Linked DNA regions of Mus musculus: region 2 is linked to region 1. A link is a contact called in public HiChIP or PLAC-seq data. All regions are on one chromosome and are shown on one strand. The core of a region is the stretch at or near the end of the contact, and the rest is flanking DNA. Distances in the headings are between cores, read along the strand shown. Region 1 has its middle 16 kb from the start of Gm52253. Region 2 overlaps Gm30790 (predicted gene, 30790).

What was found. HiChIP or PLAC-seq counts read pairs in DNA pulled down with a chosen protein or histone mark.
Region 2: a contact with region 1 is called in an H3K27ac HiChIP or PLAC-seq map of regulatory T cells, with 5 times the contacts expected there. The contact joins two enhancer-like sites. A contact is called at or near these places in 2 of 39 promoter capture datasets (cranial neural crest and liver), 1 of 484 Hi-C or Micro-C datasets (bone marrow-derived macrophages) and 1 of 115 datasets of contacts at active chromatin or transcription factors (regulatory T cells).

Annotation. Positions count from the first base shown.
Region 1 is chr16:76,414,098-76,419,366 of GRCm38.p6, forward strand. No RefSeq gene overlaps it. Among named protein-coding and RNA genes, the nearest start is that of Gm52253, 16 kb to the right of the region's middle. Within about 2 kb of position 2,189, at least 16 of the 459 cell types and tissues checked have an H3K27ac peak or open chromatin away from gene starts, as enhancers often do. A contact at or near this core is called in regulatory T cells, where this site is marked.
Region 2 is chr16:76,760,912-76,766,180 of GRCm38.p6, forward strand. The region is part of intron 1 of Gm30790 (predicted gene, 30790); the gene reads right to left. Among named protein-coding and RNA genes, the nearest start is that of Gm30790, 16 kb to the right of the region's middle. Within about 2 kb of position 2,145, at least 41 of the 459 cell types and tissues checked have an H3K27ac peak or open chromatin away from gene starts, as enhancers often do. A contact at or near this core is called in regulatory T cells, where this site is marked.

The DNA.
Region 1 (5,269 bases), core at 939-3,438:
CTTTGAGGTGGGTACTATTGTCACTCTTGGAGAGGGACACATGTTTAGAACCACTAACTTCCTTGTCAAAGGTTACAAGGGTAGAAGCAGTGGTGTCAGGAGGCAAGCTTCATTCTTGGCTCCTCCCTAGTTTTTCACCAGTCCCCTGGCCCCTTGGAAGAAAGCTTCCAGAATATCAGACTAAACTTACCTATAGAAATCAAAGCTTCAAAAATGTTATCTCCTTAATGTTTGTATGTCATTAGCTTTAGTAAAATTTCATATGGACAAATAAAAGAGGCTTTCTGCATTTCGGAAAGGTTTTAAATATACTGTGATTTTCAAGAATAAGTAAAACCTGCCCCATTTTAAATGCAAAGGAGCAGCTGTTGTCATTTTTATGAGGTAGATTTTTAAACTTTGCTTCTAGTAAATCTAGTTACCTATACCCCACCAGAGCCACAAATGTCTCTAGACTATTTGTGTGTGTGTGTGTTATTCAAGATCTCCTGCTTGACCTCAGAGCAGAGCCTCAAATGACAGAGGGCTCAGAGCTTTGAATGGCTGAGTTAGCATGAAGGCTTCTTGTCTTTTGAAGCGTCAGTAGCAAAATGTGGCCGTCTTTACACTACGTCTCACACCCTTGGCAGGCTGCCCCACGTTTGTGCCAACCTGTCGGCCAGAGGCTGGAGCCCATTTGAGCTCTGAACATTCTCAAAGCCCCACCTTGCAAGCAACATTCAGTTTCCAAACTTTCATGCATGATGTGATCTTTTGCTTTGGACCTAAATTGTTGGCCTTTTGTGGGAACAAATATTGTCCCAATCACCTCCACTAGATCCAATACTGAGGGGTCTGGTCCAAGACTCCAACTAAAAAGTTTTGAGAAATACACTGTAGCTAAAAATTAATCTAGTAGCTACCAATTCGGGAAGATGGCTATACTATGTCTTGGATTAGACTGTACATTAGTTTTTTTTCTATCTAATGTTTTAAGTATAGAAACATAGATACGTCAGGGAGTCGAGTTAGAGCAATCTTCTTTTGGTAATTCCTAAATTAGCCTGTGTACATTTTCTGACCAGGTCTAAGAGCCAAAACCCAAAACAGAGGAATAACAATTCACTGTGTGTACCAGTTAACCATTATAAATGCTGCCATCCAAAAGCTGCCTGATTTGTAACATTTAATGTGGAATTTATGAATTCCTATAAACCATTTATGTTTCACTTAGCGCCCATTTGAGCGTTGAACATTTGTTTTAATGCAGCAAATTAGTGTCAGAACTTTCAAAGCAAGAGGCTAAATTGTTCATTGTCTTGCAAGAAAACAGTCCTTGTCCTCACTTTTAAAGCATGAGACAGCAAGGAGAAAAAGCCAACTTTAAAAAGTCCTTGCCTCAGAAAAGGCATCGCTTGTCTCTAACACTCACAGTTTGTGACTTGCTGTATAGTGTTGGCTTCTAATCTTAACTTCACTCCAAGACTCCGACATTTACAATATGAGTCTCTAGGGTCCCGGGTCAAAGTCCGGGCTAACAGCTTGGTAGTGCTACCCACAGGGCAGCAATAAAAGCTCAAGGCCTTGTCATAACACCCGGTACTTACACCTATTTAAAGGCCTGATATCTTTATTTGAGGTAAAACTCTTTCCAAAATAGCCTTTCAGTGACGCAGGCATTTCCAATTTGATCTTAAATGCCTATTTATTTTATAATTGCTCTTTGGAAGCAAGGAGTTCATTAGTCTTTATTGATTCCATGGTACCCTTCCCAGATGACACCCTGTACATGACAACCCAAATATGTACCATACCCAACACTGAAACAATGCTACATGAACAGTCACTCAAATAGAAGAAATCCGACGTATCATCCTATGGTCATAAAATTGTACTTGAGGGGGACTTGTATCTTGCACTTGACTAGCAAAAAGAGTCTACTTCTAGTGATGTACATGTTCAACCCAGTCAAAGAAGCCGTGTATATGACAACTGATGAGCAGCCCATAGTTAGACTAAGCTCTTACGTTTATTCAGGTGAGGTAGGTATTCAACAAAGATGGTTTCTCAGAAGATTGCTGCAAAAGCGCTGCTGGCCAAGTGCCACCCAGGAAAGTCTCTCAGACCCGTGGTTCAAAGGAGGCAATGAAGTGGAACCATTTCTCCTATCAGCATTCTGTTTGAGTAAGAGGTTTCATTTTTCAATCAGTTTCCTGTAAACTAACTAAAAACGGAGCTGGCTAATGTGTAGAAGACACATATCCTGACAAAATCCCCTGAGCTCATCTGGATCAGGCACCAAAACGGACTCAAACAAATGGAAAATATATCTCATATACTAGCTGTACTTAGTATTTGGTACACAATATGCATTTGTTGTTGTTGTTCTTTTTGTTTTGTTTTGTTTTGTTTTTTTGAGCTGGGGTTTTAAGAGTGGAAGGCAGTGGGATGACAGCATGATAGAATTTTCACTTTCCTCATCTTGGCTTGGAGGGTTTTTGTGTTTTGTTTTTGTTTTGTTTTGTTTTGTTTTGTTTTGTTTTGTTTTGCTTTGCTTTCGCTTTTGCTTCGCTTATATGCAAGAGGGGTTTGTGGTAAGTTTTGGTTTGGTTTGGATTGGTAGACCACAAGATGGTAAATGAGAAATGTGATTAAGCAGGCCAACTGTAATGCATGACTAGAATCTTGATAAGTCAAGAGCTAATAGTAGAAGTCCTATGGTTCTGAATCCATTGATAATTTAAACTATCACACAACTTTAGTTCTGTGAACTTGGGTTCATGAAGCATGATACAAGGTTGTCCAGGGTCTTACAGGTACCTTTCAGGGTTGCTGGGAAAATACCTATGTTTGTCTCTTTCATGACATAAAATGTAAGTGTATTATAGAAATAAAATTGATAAACGTCTATGAACCTCTCAGGTGAGAAAATGTGTGAAGTTGAGCTGTGACTGATAACTTAGAACATTATCAAGCAATAGGGACTGAAGGTAACTATTGAACATCATGTTTCAAAATTCATAGAAAGATATTATAAAGCAAGAAATATGTGTTCAATGGAAAAGGAATATGGAGGAGATACCTATTTTAAAAATAGAGATTATGGGGAAATCCAGAATAGAGAGATTGCTGACAATAAAGGGATAATAAATGTTATCAAAATTATTGATTCAGATAATATGTGGTAAATTTGATAACATAAAAGAACGGATCACCAAGAACAAATACAACTTTCATTTTGAAGCCAGGCCGTGTTTTCAAGAAGGAATCCATTATCTTTTTCTTCTTTTTTAGAATAGGTGTAGCCTAAGTGACCAGATAGTTAAACCAAAGAGAAACCTCTACTGAAAACGGAGTGATTATATATATGTAATAATAAATGTATATATATGTTTGTGTAGAGGAGTTTGAACCCAGCAACATGGCTATTCTGGCTGGAATACAGACACAACTTTGCTTTCAGTTTAGCTTAATTTTCTGTTGTTTTTGTTTGCTTGTTTTGTTTCTTTTTCGCAAACAGAATCTCATGTATCCCAAGCTGGTTTGAATTCATTACAGAGCCAAACTTGGCCTTCAGTTCCTGATCATTATCCCTCCACTGCCCATGTTCCTGAGATCAAACTACTTCCCTAAAAAAGCCTAGTTTCTGCCTAGTTTGATGACATAGAAATGGGTAACATGAAAGGTATAATTAGGGAAAAAAAAGTACCTGTATCAATTGTTTTTTTTGTTTGTTTGTTTTTTTGTTTTTTTTTTTTTTTTGGTTTTTGGTTTTTGGTTTTTCGAGACAGGGTTTCCCTGTGTAGCCTTGGCTATCCTGGAACTCACTTTGTAGACCAGGCTGGCCTTGAACTCAGAAATCTGACTGCCTCTACCTCCCGAGTGCTGGGATTAAAGGCGTGCGCCACCACGCCCTGCTCAATTGTTAATTTTAAAGGCAAGAAATGCTAATTCTGTCTAGTGTTGTGAAAACCAAAATGTTGGAAGCCCAGCAGTTCTCTGTGTACACCACCGTCCTCCTTTCATCATATTCATTGTACCATGGTAATACATTGCTAATCTTGACAGGGTTATGTGTTCAGAAACGATCCCTTTTCATTAAGAAACGTTTCTATCAAGAATGACTGATGATAAATAGAAGGGTGTCCAGATCCCTCTAAAGATGCCGAAGGAGTTAGAACTGGGTCCTGAGCTTAACGCCAGCGTAGCAGCCGTGTGGTTCTGTGAAAGTTGTCATTCTATTCTCTTGTCTGTTCAATGTAAAGTAAGAATAGTGTTAAAGCACGTTTGCAGAGTTAACAGAAGGTTAAATAGATCCAATGAGAAAAGCCCAGGAAACACGCAGCACAGAGTGAGTGACGTATACGTTGCTGTTCGTTTTATAGTAATACGAAGTAGTTTCAGAAGTCCACTAGTTTCTCCCTTTAAAGTGTGGGCAATGGAGTCATGTTTGGGTTTGTTATCTACGATGCAATGCAGATGACATTGAAGGAATCCCCGTGCATCTATGAACTACAGCCCAACACAAATGTAGGTTCCCTCTACTTTAGGATTTGTCTTCCATGTGGGCTTGATATCAGGTAGGGCTCCCATTTCTACTCAACCAGTATTTATGTTCACTTAGTGCATGCCAAAGATGGTTCTAGATGCGAGGATATCAGAGTAAAGAAACATCACCTGAAGGAATGGGGCTTCCTGTACGGGATGGCCAACCTCTTAATCATGAAGCAGATGGTTCAGGAGAACACAGCATGGTAGATTTCTGACTTCTGTGACAGACCCTTAGGTAAACATGGAGATGCAGTTGTTTCAAATGTAAAAAACGAAGGATGCATAGATCAGCAAGAAACACAGGCAGGGGACGAGGGTGCAGGCAAGCTTCATTGTCAGTCGGTCCCTATGGTTCTCTGCTAGGTGGGCTGAATATGCACTCAGGGACCCCCGAAGGGCTGAATATGCACTCAGGGACCCCCGAAGGTCTGAACTGTGTTGTAGAACATTGCGTCTCATCTAAGAGTGGCAGTTAGGAATAACCTGTTTGCAGATACCAGTTGGGGACCAGCCCATTTCCTCTTGCAGCCCTCATGCTTGTTATTGTGATAATTTTCTACCTCTGTTAAAGAGCACTGTGAGTAGAGTGGGTGAGAGACGGAACTTTCCGCTGTCTTTCCTAGTCCTACACTCACCGGTTCCCAGTTATGACAAAGGTAAACGTTCAGGCTTACATTTTCAACAATGAGTTTCAATATGTCCCAAAGGACAAATGAGGAAGCTTATACTTGAAATAAAT
Region 2 (5,269 bases), core at 895-3,394, 350 kb after region 1:
GGAGCCACACAGCTTCTGTTTTGAGACAGAACCCTGCTATCTAGTTCAGGTATCCTTTCACTTTGGCCTCCCAAGATCTGATGTTGCAGACTCAAGCCACCATATCTTGTCAAACTCTAAAACATATAAAACTTTCTTATAGGAGTTCGGCACTTTGGCATGATCCAAGAAAGAACATACTTCCTTGAAGGCCAGGTGCAGTACACAGTATCTTATCACTCCTGGAGTTCCCTGTATAAAGCTTCCATTTAAATATTTGTTGACCCTATAGCCTATATGGCATTATTTTACAAATCAGAAGTCAACTCAACCTTCCTCCAGGAAGGTAGCACTCCAGAGGAGTCAGGCACAGCTCCTTGGGACATAAACAACACATTTCATGCTGCACTGACATCTGTCCTAGCCTCTTTGAAATTAATCACAGATATTATAAGTTGTAAGAGAATGGTTGTTTAAGCAAATTTGGAGGATTATCAGCCTGACACAAGTTTAAACAATTATCTAAGTCACACATGAGAAAAGATCCACAGGACCCACGATGTTTTTTATTTTTTTAACTATACCAAAAAAACAACAAAACACTATAATGGTGAAACTACATTTTTCAAGAATCGGAGGTGAAAGTAGAGAAGAAATGGGGGCTTTAGAATGGAGGATCTAGAGAAAGTACCCAAGGAGCTAAAGGGATCTGCAACCCTGTAGGTGGAACAACAATATGAACTAACCAGTACCCCGGAGCTCTTGACTCTAGCTACATATGTATCAAAAGGTGGCCTAGTCGGCCATCACTGGAAAGAGAGGCCCATTGGACACACAAACTTTATATGCCCCAGTACAGGGGAACGCCAGGGCCAAAAAGGGGGAGTGGGTGGGTAGGGAAGTGGGAGGGGTATGGGGGACTTTTGGGATAGCATTGGAAATGTAATTGAGGAAAATATGTAATAAATAAAAAAAAAAAAAGAAGGAGGAACTTTATATGAACCTGCACCAAGAGGGCCTAGTGTTCTTGCTGAAACTGACATAGTTGATGCTGTACTTAAGAGGCCCACTGGTAACTCCACTGTGACCTCAGCATCTTGCTTTGTAAAGTGATGAAATCTCAGACTAGACAACAACGTTTACATTTTGGTCAAGCAATCCAAACTTCTGTCCTCCATCTTCTGCACTGGTTGGAACTGTTCCAGGGATGTTTATATGAGAAGTGAGAACTGACTGTGAGCAAAACAGAAACAGATACATGCCTCATAAAAGGAACTGGGTTCCTGATCTACAAGTTTGTTAAAGTGGAAATATGCTTTACCTTGTTGAAAAATGAAGTAATATCAGAAATCATAAATTACTTCATGGGATATTTTGAGATAAATATTATTTTCAGTATTTAATTCTTATAGGTAAATACCTTCCATGTCGATTCTAAAATACATAAGTAATTTATGACAGTTATTTCACCAGTGCCTTGATTTAATTTTATTTTTCCATATTTTGTACCTGTTGAGTACACTTACATACCAATATACATGTGGTCTTAAACTAATTGTCATAGGAATAATCAAATTTATTAGAATATATGATGAAAACAAAAATCTTTTCTATAGAGAGAAGACACTTTCAGTTTCCATCTGGGTCACACATTTAGCATGTAAATGACAAGTGTCTTGAGTACTCGTTTTGACATTATCTTTGTGTGTATATTATCCCTTCTGGATCTACAGGAAACTCATGCATAAAAATTCTCTGCAGGGAGGTAGGGGTACCATTCGTTGGAAGGAGATAAATAAACAAATAGCTTTCCCCACTGCATTGAAGTGCTTGTTTCCCCCAAGAAGACCTGTTGTTTGAAGGCCAACCCTGTTCCTAAATCCAGAAACAGGAAATACTAACGTGTTCTTGCACATTCGAATGGCCCGTCTGGCAGGAAAGCAGATAGAATTGTGAACTTTTTTTTTTTTTTAAAGAGACATTGGCTACCCTCTCCCCCTCCATTTCTCAGCCTCACCCCCTTTCAACCAAGGCCACTACATGCTGAACAAGCACCCAAAACAACCAATAAATGAAAGGAAACTCACAGGTCACTCTGGGTCGTTATTTTCACATACCTTTGAATAATGAGAGCATCACATGTCAGCTAGAGGAGAACAAAATGTCACATTCTCCAGCTAAAGGTCAGCCTCGGTCATAGGTCACAGAAGGGAGGCCAGGAAATAACCTAAGAGGTTAGGCTGGGTGCACAAAGAAAGGTCACCAAATGTCAATGAAAGCATGCAGCTGTTGGGAGATGAAACAACTGAGTCACCCTTTTGTGCTGACATCGACTAGAAAAAATGTCTCTGCTGACATTTTTCATTCGTTTTTTTTTTCTTTTTCTACTTTCTTTCTTTCTTTCCTTCTTTCTTTCTTTTTCCTTTTTTTTCTTTTTTAGCTTGCTGTTTTATAAGACAGAGACACCAATGTACCCAACCCCAAATTAGCCTTTTTAAAAAGCAACAGTTTAGAACTTAAGTGCAGCAGTTTCCAAAGACTCAAAACTATGGCATTTTTTTAATCTCAAATGATTATGATACACAGCAATGGGCCTGTAATAGCAATTTTAGATTTCATCTGAGCTCATGTGTTAGCAATGAGGCCTCAGGATAGCTAGGGATCAGTCACTAGTGTCTTCATACCATTAAGAACTATGATTACTCCTTTCACTAGGAGATACTCAGATTCTCTGCCTTTTACAGGGACTGAAGACATGAATTATCCTGCATTGTACTTGACCTAGCTTTTGGGAGTTTTTGATCTAGTTTAAAAAAAAAAAAAGTATTCACAGAGGCAAGAAAAAGAGCATGTGGACTTAAGTCTCATTTTAAAGGAATTTTAGGAAAACACTGGTAGACTATATCTAAGTATCAAGCCTGCTTTCAGATCAATCGCTCCTTGTTAAATGTCAGCGCTAATAGAAACCCTGCTTCATGACCTTTCTCTTGGTGGCGGCGATGGTGTCCCTAAGTGAGTACAGTCACCGAGCTCAACAGGAAGGAAGCTCAGGCACTGGAGATTATTGAGACACTTGGCTTACACACAGTTCTTTAGCAGCTCTGCTTTTCTGGGGTCTGTTTTATACACACACTTGATATGGCTGAAGGAACCATTTCCAGACAATGCCAGAACCTTCTGCTTCTACAGCATCTTCTACTTATCCCCAGACAGGAGACCACATTTCACAGCAAGATATCTTCCTCTGGCTTCCCTAAAGTGGCCTCAGTTTACATCGTAGGCAGGTCCAGGTTTTATGAGCCAATTACATCATTTTCATGTCACTGTGTCAATTCTATATGATACGAAGAAAGAACATTTTCATTTGTACAATAAAAATAATGAAAATATAAAAGGACATTAATAGATAATTATGCATACATGAATGTTTATATGTTCCTAAGTAGCTTCGGGTGAGCTATAGAATCCTCACAGACTCATGACACTGTTACACTAATTGTTCTCGTGTAAATGAGTTAACTTGTGCATAAAGAACATAGCTAACATTCCCCAATTACCTGTGAAGCTGAGCTTTGAAGTCATAAGGGTAATTGCAGACCTGTACTCGATGCCAAAAAGTCTAGATTTAGCTGTGGGAGGCTTGGGGCATGAGGAAGGTGAGTGTGAAGATTCAGTGCCAATCCTGGCCAACAATCTAACAAGTGGTGGTATCCAGTGATCTCCAGAGTTCAAGTGCGTCCAGTCCTTCGCTCTTCTCCAGAAGAATCTATGGAAGAAATGAGGTAGTCCTGGTACCTCAGACCTAAAGCACAGCCTGGATCTAAACTGAGTTGGACTGGCAGTTTGAAACTAAGGAAGATATTGTGATGCTTGGACTGTTTTCTGGACAGCATCTAACTGACATGTGGCAGATGGATTTGAAGGGTTTTCTGTTGGTCTTTGACACCATTTTGAAAGCAATAATATTTCCTATTTCATATCATTTGGTTAGTATCTTCAGTTGGCATAGTCAAATCAGCAAAACTAAAACTACTACCACTACTACTACTGCTACTACTACTACTACTAATAATAATGATAATAATAATAATAATAATAACAATAACAGTAATAATATGTTTTCAGAGAAGAAAACTCTGTAAGAAGAGCAGCCCTTGACAAAAAAGAGTTTCTGTTCCAAATGACTCTGTGTGTGTTTGTTTTGCAGTGTTGCAGGGACACTGTGAAGTAACAGCACCTCCTCAGGATGACTTCAGGACTCAGAAGAGGCAAAACCTCTGCCCTACCCAATGGGCCCCAGGCATGTGAAGCCTGTCAGGAGAAGATCATAAATTCTGCAGAGGGGAAGGGGAGCAGAAGGGAGGAGAGCCACAAAAAAACCCCCGTGCACTTAGAAGAAAGAGTTACTTAACACATCGGGAAGTGCATTTAATAAATGAAGTCAGCTACTTCAGCAGGCCACGTTCGATCTCTCCGGAGGTTGTTGAACTTTCTGTAAAAAGTCATTTTTATGCTGCTTGCTTTTCTTCTGGAATTTCCTTCAACTCTCCTGTATGAAATGCATGTGTAAGCAGCTGACTGAGAAAGGGCTGAGGTCAAAGTTAATAAGGAAAGCTGATGGTATGAAGGCAGGCTGTCTTTTCTTAACCTGTCGGAGTTCAAGAGACTTCGTGATTTGGACATGCAATGCGAGCACTTTTGACACCCGGCCTCTTTTTCTTCTAAAAAGAAAAAAAAAATCTGTCTCAAATAACTGAGATGTGGGAGGCAGTCAGGGTGGGAAGTGTCCTGTTGATGGAATTACAAAACTGAACTTTCTTGACCTGATCTCCTTCACAGACTGGCCTTTTATCTTTAAAGGTGGCACGGTAAAGAGTCTGCAGAAAATGATCTTCAAAGATTTGGAAGGATCAAATACTACCTTAAAATGTCAGGACTACTGAAGTCACAGGATGTTCAGACCGGAGAAGAACAGAGCAAAGCGTGTGTGTTTGGTAGGGGGCAGAATTAGGTACTCCTTCACACAGGGGGACAAAAATAAACTTTTCAGCAAGCATATAAAGAATAAACTCTATCCATCTTTGAAAGCATGTGTGTATACACAGTCCCTCGGGAGTCCTTAGGTTTTAATTTGGGGAAACAACTGGATCCGTTTGTCATATAAAATAGTATCCCCCTAATCTACAAATTTTTTGCCCTACCCCAGGAGGCATTTAACTGAAACTTGGAGCATGTATGGTGAGGTTCATCAGACGAGCAGGTGCCAAACTTAAGATTTATAACCACCCTG